2 separate regions of the Macaca mulatta genome follow, and region 1 is linked to region 2. Evidence: chromatin contacts called from public Hi-C data. All regions are on one chromosome and are shown on one strand. The core of a region is the stretch at or near the end of the contact, and the rest is flanking DNA. Distances in the headings are between cores, read along the strand shown.

Region 1 (5,207 bases), core at 840-3,339, 110 kb before region 2:
CAGGCTCAGTACCGACACACCCGAGCTAGATGCTTCCACCAAGGACCGAAGTACCCCTGAGGACAGAATCCCATCATGTCAGCCTTGTATGTATTCATTGTCTAGTTACCTCCCAAGGAATACCTGGAAGTTGAACTTAAGAGTTTCTAATGCTCCCTAGTGCCATTGCCCTGAGGCTGAAAGGTCAACATTCCCTTCTCTTCCTTACATTATGTGACAACTGGGTATATGCAATCCATCTCCTTAGGCAAGGCCTCGGACTTTCCAAAGATGCTACCTTTGGTGTGACAGGACAGAGTTATGAACTTCAGAGAGTTCTTGCCATGGTATCCCCACATACATGGAAAGACTAGATGAAATTTATAGGCATCAGGGACAGGAATGTAGACAGAATTGCTGACTCGAAGCTGAAGCACTGTTAAATGTTACCGCCTTCCTTTCTCAGACACTCTAATTAGGTGTTAGGAATCTCAATCTATGTAGACTTAATTCCTCATAAACAAGTGTATAAGCCAAGGGGACTTAATCTAAGGTCCCTGGGTTTCATTTTGGGGGATCATGGCTTATCTCAAAGAAATATGAGGCCAAAGTTATAAACTGTAAGAAAGGGATTTTCTGATTCAAATCCCTAGTATCTCAAATACTAAAAGGCACCAAAACCAGGGTACTATACTAAATGTCCACTGTGATATAAAGCACAGGTTTGAGTTTTGAAATCTCAGTTTTGGTGATTCTTTGAAAGCGGGTAAAACTCAGATTTTCACCCACAGGATGGGAGGCATCCTAAATACCTCTTTCCCACCATCTTTGCTGTTAAAACCATTTAAAAACACAATGACAAGCAGTTTGTATCTCCCTAACTGGGTTTTAAATAAAATGGAAAGGCTAACTAGAAAGAGAGAAAAGAGAAAGTGACATCGCCTAGAGTGGCAGGCAACTGCTGAGATCCTCAGAGCACAGCTGGAATAAGGATGACTTGTGAAAATCCTAAAATCAGTCCTCCCTTTTCCAGTAATGTTCGCAAGCTTGCCTAGTTGGGATAAGACGGAGACCCCAAAACATTTGAGTTGTCAAGTCACTTTGAACAACAAATGTGAATGCTAACTAAGGCTATCTGCACAGATTGGAAAGGTAGTAATAATGAGTAACTTCAAGAAAAGCCATATATATCTCCAAAACTTGTGTTAGAAGCTCCAGGAGTGCTCTCCAACGGTCCCCTTAGCTGGCCCAAGGGTAGAAGGGGGCCCCCACCAGGGTAAGAGCTGAAGAAGGAAAGGCTCCAGCAAAGCACGTGGTGGGGAAGCTGGTGTCAGGGACAGTACTGGAGGAAGAAGGGGGCCAGCCATCCGCAAGGGGACCCAGCAACACGTGCCGGCTCGGCTCCTGACGCCCCGCAGACGCGACAAAAACAGAGGGGCGCTTCTGTCGCCAATAGCTGGGCGCTTCCTTTTCGAGGTGGCCTCGCCGTTGCCAGAATCAGAGGAAGCAGAAATCGGGAATGAAGGATAGGAACAAGAGAAAACACGTCTTGCCTCCTAACAAACGGCCTCGGGTCGGAGCCTGCCAGGTTACCCTCTCTCCGCTCATCCCGGTCGCCGACCCGCACCTCCATAGACTTCAGCCTGGGCCTGGCCGCTCAGGTCCCAGGAGCGACACCGGGTCTTCCCACCACGCCGCCCCCAGCGGACTGGTGCGGGCCCCTCAGTAGCTCAGTTCGCATGACCCCTCCGCTCCAGCCCCTTCAGGGCCAGCCTGGCACCTTTCCCTGTCAGCCTTGATTCCCCGACCCCCGAGGTCGCACTCACTGTTGGCGATGTCGCCCCCCATCTTATACTTGGTCACGACCAGGTCCTCGGCGATAGTTTGCTCCTGCTGCTCGTCCTCGCCCGACATCTTCCTACTACCACCACTGCAGCCTCGTTTCCCCTGAGCCGCCGCCGCCTCTGTCTCCCTTCCCAGCCACAGGCTGTGGCCAGAGTCCCCTCGATCCTCGAGGAGAGGGCGAGCGAAAGCGCGAGCAAGCAAGGGAGCAGGCAGGCAGGCGAGAGCGAGAAGCTGTGAGCGCGCGGGCTGAGGCGCAGGGCACGCTGGGAAAACTAGTCCTCTCCACCGCCAGCCTTTAGCCGCCCTCGAGGGCTTTCGAACTACAATTCCCAGCCTGCCGCTCACGCTCCTAAGCCAGGCCCTGGGGCCTTGCCCTCCAAGGGCCTCGCACGCCGGAATCGCCGGGCACGCTGGGAAGGGTCAGGCTCCGGCGGGAAGGCGGAGCCGTTGGGGAGCTTGAGGGGAAGCGTGGTCTCTCCCGGAAAAACCACTTCCACCGAGAACGCTGTGCGAAAGCCAGTAACAGAGGGGCGGGCTGAGGGAAGAGGGGCGGAGCTACGGCGGGGAAATAGGTTTAGAGTCGAGCGAGCAGGGGTGGAGTAGAGTGGAGCCGCGGCGGGTGGGCAGTGTCTGCACCTAGGGCGGGGAGGCTGGGTGCGCCCTTCCTCGGATACTTGGGTCGGCTGGCGAAACCCGCCCAGCCGGTTCAGTCGTCCTCCGAAGCTGGGAGAACAGGGAGGGGCAGACAGGTGGAAGAAGACCAAGGGTGCTGGGAACGGGGGCCAGCTGCGCAGCCGGACACCGGAGGGATCATCCATTTAAAGGCCTCGTAATCTAGAGGCCGGACTCCTAATGAAGTAACATGACATTATTGTTCCAATAACAGGCACCTGGATGGGGCACCTAAGGGAAGTGTTCAGAAAGACATGTTTGTTGAGAGTTCTTACCGTGAAAAAATAAAAAGATTTGGTGACTTTTCTAAGATAATGAATTCAGAAGCATCTGGAGGTTTCAGTATTTGGCCTCTGAAGGAGACTGGACACGTATAGGGCTTTTTATAAATCTTCAAGCACGTGGGTTCTTTTTGTTATTCCCAATTGGTTGCCTTGTAGATTTCTACTAAAACCCTTAATGAAAAGGACTATGCGCTATGCTTGTTCTAAAGAAATACCAAGTAATAGTAGGACTAGAGAAATCTACATGGGACAGAGTAGCACTGTCAGAAGACAGAAAGGTGACTATCCACTGCTGAGGAGCAGATCTCTTATACGAAATGTTTTCACTTGACAGACAGGAAGCTGAAAAAAACTTTGGCATTTTTATTCAGACATGTATAAAAACAAAACAAAAAACTTCAGTGATACAACAGACATTTTCCCTCAGTTCCCCATCCAAGGGGACAGAGGTGTGAAGCTGAAGCTGGATCTTCTTTCTGTCCTACCTGGAAGCTTCTCACTGCTAGATGAGAAGGGCTTCTAAAAGGGGATCTTGGGGATAAGGAGTGAAGATCATATACAGCACATGTGGATTATGGTTTACACAAAGATGTCCAGTTATTTTTCCTTCTGACTACCCCCACCACCACTTCCTGAGACGAGATGTCTGGGTATAGGAGGAGGATGTGGCTGTTGGGGTTAGACTTGATTCAGTGCAAAAACAAGAAACGGTGCCCCGTAAACAAGGGCTGTGACTTAAATCAGTTTTCCTTGGCACCTTACAGTAAGAGCACATGCACAGGAATTGGGAGGATTTTGCATCCTGGACCTACTGCTTAATTTATTTCATCTCTTTAAGGCTCAGTTTCTTTTTTTTTTTTTTTTCCCTGTAGAGACGGGGTCTTGTTATGTTTCCATAGGCTTGTCTCTAATTCTGGGCTCAAGTGATCTTTCCATCTCAGCCTCCCAAAGGGCTGGGATTGCAGGCATGAGCCACAGCGCCCAGTTCTAAAGTTTTTTTTGCTGCTGCTTTTTTTTTGTTTTTTAAGAGATGGGGTCTTACCATGTTGGCTAGGCTGGTCTCAAACTCCTTGCCTCAGGTAATCCTTCCGCCTCAGCCTCCCAAAGTGCTGGGATTACAGGCATGAGCCACCATGCCCGACTTCCCTTTTTGTGAAATGAGATAATATCTATGTCACAGAATTGTTGTAAGGATGATAAAGGACTAAGTGAGATAACGTAGGTGAAGTTTAGTATGATGCCTGGCTCATAGTTAAGTGCTGAATTATTATAATAGTAATCAATATCTACTCCTAACCTCTTTCTTCACAGATTTTAAGCTTCTGTCTTTCTAAGGGGTTAAGAGTCATAAACCAAAATTACACTTTCCTCTGCTAGGTTTCCTCCCTTTCCTCTTCTTGACAGTCTGATGGGAAACAAAGGCACACATAAGAGCCTAGTTCCAAGTAGTCAGAGCCTGAGAGGAAGGGATATGGAGAGTAATCCTTCATATCTCCAGGAGTGCCTGTGAAGAAGCTGAGGAATGGGACTGGGAAAGCACACAAAATAAGGAAAACCTCCTTTCCTGGGGTTGGGAAAGAGAAGAAAGTGCACAGCTGGCTACATACCATAAGAATTTTGTGTCAAAATGTTTAAAAGCCTCCAAAGGTTGAATGGAATTGTCTGGGACTGGGGAAAAGGGGCTGGGACCTGGGAGAGAGAGGGAATAGGGAGAAGAGGGTACCCTCTAAAGGCACTAGCTGCCATTAAATGCTCCCTGAGTGCCACAAGGAGCAGGAGTTACGTTCTCTGGGCATTAGCCTTGGGGAAAAGCCTGCTATGCCAGTAATCAGGGTTATCAAAGGCAGAGTCTGTAGCCTCTAAGCTACGTAGAGTTTTTAGGTGGGCGTAATGGACATGGGGGGCCTGATGTCCAGGCCCCTGAAAAGCTCTCATCTCTTCATACCCTTGCTCAGATGCTGGGCAGGCCCCCATGGCTGCATAATCACCCCCAGGACCACTTCCACCTCGTTGCCGATTCATATATTCATAGTCTTCATCTGGAGTTGTGCCAGCAGTGGGCATGACTGGTACAGGGTGGAGTGGGCAACTCTGTGTGCTGCCCAGAGAAGCACTGAGGTCTGACCCCACATCCATGTACTCATAACCCAGCTCCTCAAGGGAACTTGGCCTAGGGGGACGAGGTGGACTGTGCCTTCTCCTCCGGTTCATGTATTCATACTCCTCATCTTCATCTTCTTCTTCAGTACCCAGGACAGAACTGAGACCCACTGAAGAAAGGGTGCCTTCCCGGGAGGAGGGAGTACCTGGGGGTTGAGAAGAAAGGATAGGTATGCGAATAACTTCATGGGGGTAGGGGAAAATTTGAAAAAATTAATAGGACAGAGAGGCATATGATCAGAGAAGAAAAAACAAGAGGAGCCCGGG
Region 2 (5,277 bases), core at 1,916-4,415:
CAGACTGTGCTGACAGGATGACAGGTAATGTGGGTGGGGAATGGGGTAGGAGGGATGGGTGCTTCTAGAATCAGAATCACCTCTCTCCCATCTTCCATTCTGAACTTCATCCACCATAGAGAACAATGCCTGGGGCAAACGGCCTAAAGGACCGAAGCCAAATGTCTACTGGCCAGATTATTATTTCTGAAGTCAGCAGAGGATGACTGTGGGTCAGACTGACTTAAACAGGGATTAAAAAAAATAAAGAAAAAAAAAAAAGTAGTGGCAGCGTAATTGGGTGAAGGAGCCCAGATTCTGGGGGCAAAATGCCTTGGGTTTGTGAAACTGGATCTTGCTATTCATTAACCATACCGATTTCCTGAGAAAGACTCCAAGCTGTTCTGAACTTGCTTCCTCATCTCTGAAATGATACCTGCCTAGCAGAGCTAACATGAAGAGTCAACAAGTACAGTAGTACCCCCTTATCTACTGGGGATATGTTCTATGACCCCCAGTAGATGTCTGAAACCACAGATTGTACCAAACCCTATATTACTGTTTTTTCCCCCATACATACATACCTCTTATAGTTTAATTACTAAATTACCCACAGTAAGAGATTAACAACAGTGGCTGGCGCAGTGGCTCACGTCTGTAATTCCAGCACTTTGGGAGGCCGAGGTGGGCAAATCACCTGAGGTCAGGAGTTCGAGACAGCCTGGCCAGCATGGGGAAACCCCGTCTCTAAAAAAAATACAAAAATAAGCTGAGTGTGGTGACATGTGCCTGTAAACCCCAGTTACTTGGGAAGCCGAGGCAGGAGAATTGCTTGAACCTGGGAGGTGGAGGTTGCAGTGAGCTGAGATCACGCCACTGCACTCCAGCCTGGGCAACAGAGAGAGACTCCGTCTCAAAAAAAAAAAAAAAAAAAAAAAGAGATTAACAACAATAACAAAATAGAAAAATTATAACATTATACTGTACTAAAAGGGCTGGGTGTGGTGGCTCACCCTTATAATCCTAGCACTTTGGGAGACCTAGGCAGGAGGACTGCTAGAGGCCAGGAGTTGGAGACCCCGTCCCTACAAAAAATAAAAAGTTAGTTGGGCATGGTGGAGTGCATCTGTGGTCCCATCTACTCTGGAGGCTGAGGTGAGAAGATCTAAGCCCAGAAGTTTGAGGTTACAGTGAGGTGACTGTGCCACTGCACTTCAGCTTGGGCAACAGAGCAAGACCCTGTCTCGAAAAAAAAAAACACACAAAAAAGTTATATGAATGTGGTCTCTCTCTCAAAATACATTTTTTTTTGGCCAGGCATGGTGGCTCATGCCTATAATCCCAACATTTTGGGAGGCCACGGAAGGAGGATCACTTGACCCCAGGAGTTCAAGACCAGCTTGGGCAACATAGTGAGACTGTGTCTCTAGAAAAAAAAAACAAATTAGTTGGGCATGGTGATGCCTGTCTGTAGTCTCAGTTACTGGGGTGGTGAGGAGAGGAGTGCTGAGATGAGAGGATGGCTTGAGCCCAGGAGGTCGAGACTGCAATGAGTCATGATGGCACCACCGTACTCCAGCCTGGGCAATAGGTCAATAGGTCTCCAGACCTGGTCTCAAAAAAAAAAAAAAAAAAAAAAAAAAAGCCTGGGTGATGGAGCAAGTGTCAATCATGGCTCACTGCAGCTTCAACCTCCTGGGCTCAAGCCATCCTCCTGCCTCAGCCTCCCCACTAGCTGGGACTACAAGCGTGTGTCACCAAGCCTGGCTAATTTTTCTGTAGACATGGGAGTCTCACTATGTTGTCAGGGCTGGTCTTGAACTCCTGGCCTCTTGCTGCCTCAGCCCCCAAAGTGCTGGGTTTACAGGCATAAGCCACTGTCTGGCTTCCCCTACCCTCCCCTGCCCCCGACAGGGTCTCGCTCTGTTGCCCAGGCTGGAGTGCAGTGGTGTGATCTCAGCTCATTACAGCCTCAAACTTCTGGGCTCAAGCCATCCTCCTGCCTCAACCTCCTGAGTAGCTGGGACCACAGGCATGAGCCACCATGCATGGCTTTTTTTTTTTTTTTTTTGTAGAGATGAGGTCTTACTATGTTGCCCAGGCTGGTCTCAAACTCCTGGGTTCAAGTGATCCTTCAAACTTGGCCTCACAAAGTCCTGGGATTATTACAGGCATGAGCCACCACTCCCAGCCTCAAAATATCTTATTGAACTGTGTTCACCTATTTTCCAAGCGGTTGACCATGGCTAACTGAAACTCAGGAAAACACAACCTTGGATAAGGGGAGACTACTATAATAACATTGTCTTTGAAGGCCTTTCAGTCCCCAACTCTCCCCCCATTTACCCTAAAAAAATTAAATTGAACCCAGCTAGGAACTGGACCCCAACCCAGGGTCCCGGACCACCTCAATCTTGTCTATGCCACTGTAGTGAGCTCAGCAAATTGAGGAATTATTGGCCAGAGTGTCAGGGGCAGGCTGAAGAAGGAAAGTAATTTTTCTGCCTTCTGCCCGGTAACAGTTTCTTCCTCACATTGCTGAACAGAGAGCACTGACCCAGCAGGGCCGGAGTGAGGAGTAGTGAGAAATGTCTAAACTGCTGATGAGATGCTGGAGACCAATGTGTCGGGGTGGGTGGGTCGTGGGTAGGGAGGCGAAGAAACCTAGAGATGGGAATAGGAGCAGTCTTCACCTTGCCCCTAGGCCAAGGGACCCTTACTCTCTCTGCCACCTACCTCAATGCCAGCAGCCTGTTTGTACTAGACCAGAGCAGTGCAGGTAGTGCTGACTCGTAGGTGAACTCAGTCAACCCAGAATCCCAGGTTTGGGAGGGACAGCCTTTTGCTGTAATACAGAAATGCCACCCGTTGGTGCAGGTGATGACCCCTCACTCCCCACGGGCACATTAGGTAGGAAGATACGTCCGACATCCAGGCACAAAAGGGTCTTGTGGCAACACCCCGCGATCTCAAGAGCACCCAGACAGAGAGAGTGGAGGCAGGTACTGATAGTTTTGTTGCCCTCGAGGTTCGGAGCACAGCTGGACACCAATGCCCCCTCCGCTGCCCAGCTCAGCAGCCCTTCCTCCCCAGCTTCTTTCCCACCCCCAGCCTCCTTACCGAGTCCAGTGTCCTCTGTAATGCAATTTTACCAGCCCAGCTCTCAGCGAGTTCTCGAGGGGCGGGGCCAGCGCCGTTGCGTCCCGCTGCAGTAAGGGACCACTCATTCCCCTCAGCTCAACCCCTCAGCCATTGGTTGGAAGCGAGTGGCTCAGCCATTGGCTGAAACCCGCCTCCTGGAGCCGAGACAGGCAGGTTGCCAAGAAGCTTCGGAGAAGAGGCTGGCTTTTTGCTGTCACTCTCGCAACAGTCCAGAGTCCATTATACCCCTGGTGTGCAAAGAATGGGACCCTCGTGCACCGGGGCTGTATGTCCGGAGCTCGGGCAGTGTGGAAGGTGACGAGGAATCCAAAAGTTGCGCTGAGAGGTGGGAGATTTTGAGTCGCCCCTACCGCCCCTCCCTGGAGGAGGCCTCGGGATCCAGTCCAGTTTCTTCCGGCTGTCATCTCCACTTTAATTAACCCCAGGGTACATACCTCTATCTACCCTGTTGCAACTACAACCACCCTGTTTATCTTTTAGAGAAAGCAAGGTCAGTCGCTCAATTCTTATATTCCAGGAATGAGAACAGAAATGCCAATAATAGTGGTTCCAAGAATTTGAGATTCCTTGGGCTAGTCGAATTTCTCCCCAAACAAAAATGAACCAACAACACTGAATAGCCATCTTTTATTTTGCATAGAAAAAAAAATAATAATAATCGCCCCTTGGTGGTACGCGCCCGTAGTCCCAGTACTCGGCAGGCTGAGGCGGGAGGATCGCTTAAGCCCAGGAGTTCGAGGTTGCACTGAGCCAAGATCGCGGCACTGCACTCCTGCCTGGACAACAGAGCAAGACCCCATCTCTAAAACAAACTGCCTCTTAACAAGAGCAATGGCAGCTTAACACCCCGAAGTATGAAGGTTGTAGTCTCTTATCTCAAAGTAAGGGGCACAAATATAATACATTTTCTATTACCCTTTTGTCATTTGATGCGGGACAAAATTTATCAAACCTAGTCCCCTAACCCGGACAAATGTATCCTTACACTGCCCTCTACAGGCCAGGGGGTGGAGATACAATTTTAATTAGTTTAAGTGAAGGTGTTCACCTTTAATTTTGAAAGATCATTTCCTTTCCTTTCCTCTCTCCAACTAGAGCTTTTACCAGGAATCAGGGAACGGAGGTGTGGGGTATTACTAAGAGATATAAGGTAAGGGAACCGACAGTGAAAAGTTGGCTTTGGCTCTTAAGTGTTTGGAAATAGAAAGGATTTCAATCTGTATACAATCAAATCATTGGAAGAGGCTGATGCCCAACCTATCCTACTATTCTACCAGTTGTTAAAAAAAAAAAAAAAAAAAAAAAAAATATATATATATATATATATATATATAGAGAGAGAGAGAGAGAGAGAGAGAGAACAAGCTTCAACCTAGAAAAAAAAGTCTCAGCCAAAGGAAGATATAGAGAAGTCAATTAGGGATTATCTAAAAGCCTCCTTCCTAATAGTGTCGTCTACTTTTGTGTTACACACATGCTTTACATAATTGACCTTAATCTTCAGCTTTTATTTTACAGATGAAGAAACGAGGCAGAAAGCACTAACTTGATCAAGGCCACAGTTGGTAAGTTGACAGAGACAGGCCTAGAATGCCAGCTTTGTCTGGCACCAGTCCTCTTTCCTATCCTCCTTCAGATTCTTTGGAATTTAAAGCCTCCGGCAACCACACATAATTCTATTTCATCCCCCTTCCCTCAACCTTTAGACTGTGATGGACTGAAGGGTCTGAAGTACACTAGGAGTCAAGAGCAGATCCAAGGGAAATTTTCCCGTTGAGGCAGAAGCTACAAGATGAACCAAAAAAACTAATTCAGTGATGTTTTTCAACCTTTAGGCCATGGACCCCTTTGAGAAACATATAGAAATGGATCCTAGAAATATGCACATACGGCCAGGGTCAGTGGCTCACGCCCATAATCCCAGCACTTTGGGAGGCCAAGGTGGATGGATCACGAGGTCAGGAGTTCGAGACCAGCCTGACCAACGTGGTGAAACCCCGTCTCTACTAAAAATACAAAAATTAGCTGGGTGTGTTGGTGCGTGCCTGTAATCCCAGCTACTCAGGGATCAGGAAGCTGAGGCAGGAGAATCACTTGAACTCGGGAGGTGGAGATTGCTGGGAACCAAGATCACAC

What was found. Hi-C and Micro-C count contacts between places; a contact is called where the count stands out from the background.
Region 1: a contact with region 2 is called in a Hi-C map of liver, with 2.9 times the contacts expected there. The contact joins the promoter of PA2G4 here to the promoter of SUOX in region 2. A contact is called at or near these places in 2 of 14 Hi-C or Micro-C datasets (fetal cortex germinal zone and liver).

What each region holds. Positions count from the first base shown.
Region 1 is chr11:63,251,492-63,256,698 of T2T-MMU8v2.0, reverse strand. PA2G4 (proliferation-associated 2G4) reads right to left here and starts at 2,089. Exons shown (of 14, transcript XM_015151941.3): 1 at 1,806-2,089; 2 at 1-56. The coding sequence starts at 1,893. It overlaps ERBB3 (erb-b2 receptor tyrosine kinase 3), which reads right to left. Exons shown (of 27, transcript XM_077954497.1): 27 at 3,124-5,086. The coding sequence ends at 4,560.
Region 2 is chr11:63,142,249-63,147,525 of T2T-MMU8v2.0, reverse strand. It overlaps SUOX (sulfite oxidase), which reads right to left and starts at 3,165. Exons shown (of 8, transcript XM_077954488.1): 1 at 3,100-3,165; 2 at 2,716-2,824; 3 at 993-1,064; 4 at 818-891; 5 at 564-726. RAB5B (RAB5B, member RAS oncogene family) reads right to left here. Exons shown (of 7, transcript XM_077954493.1): 7 at 3,755-3,917.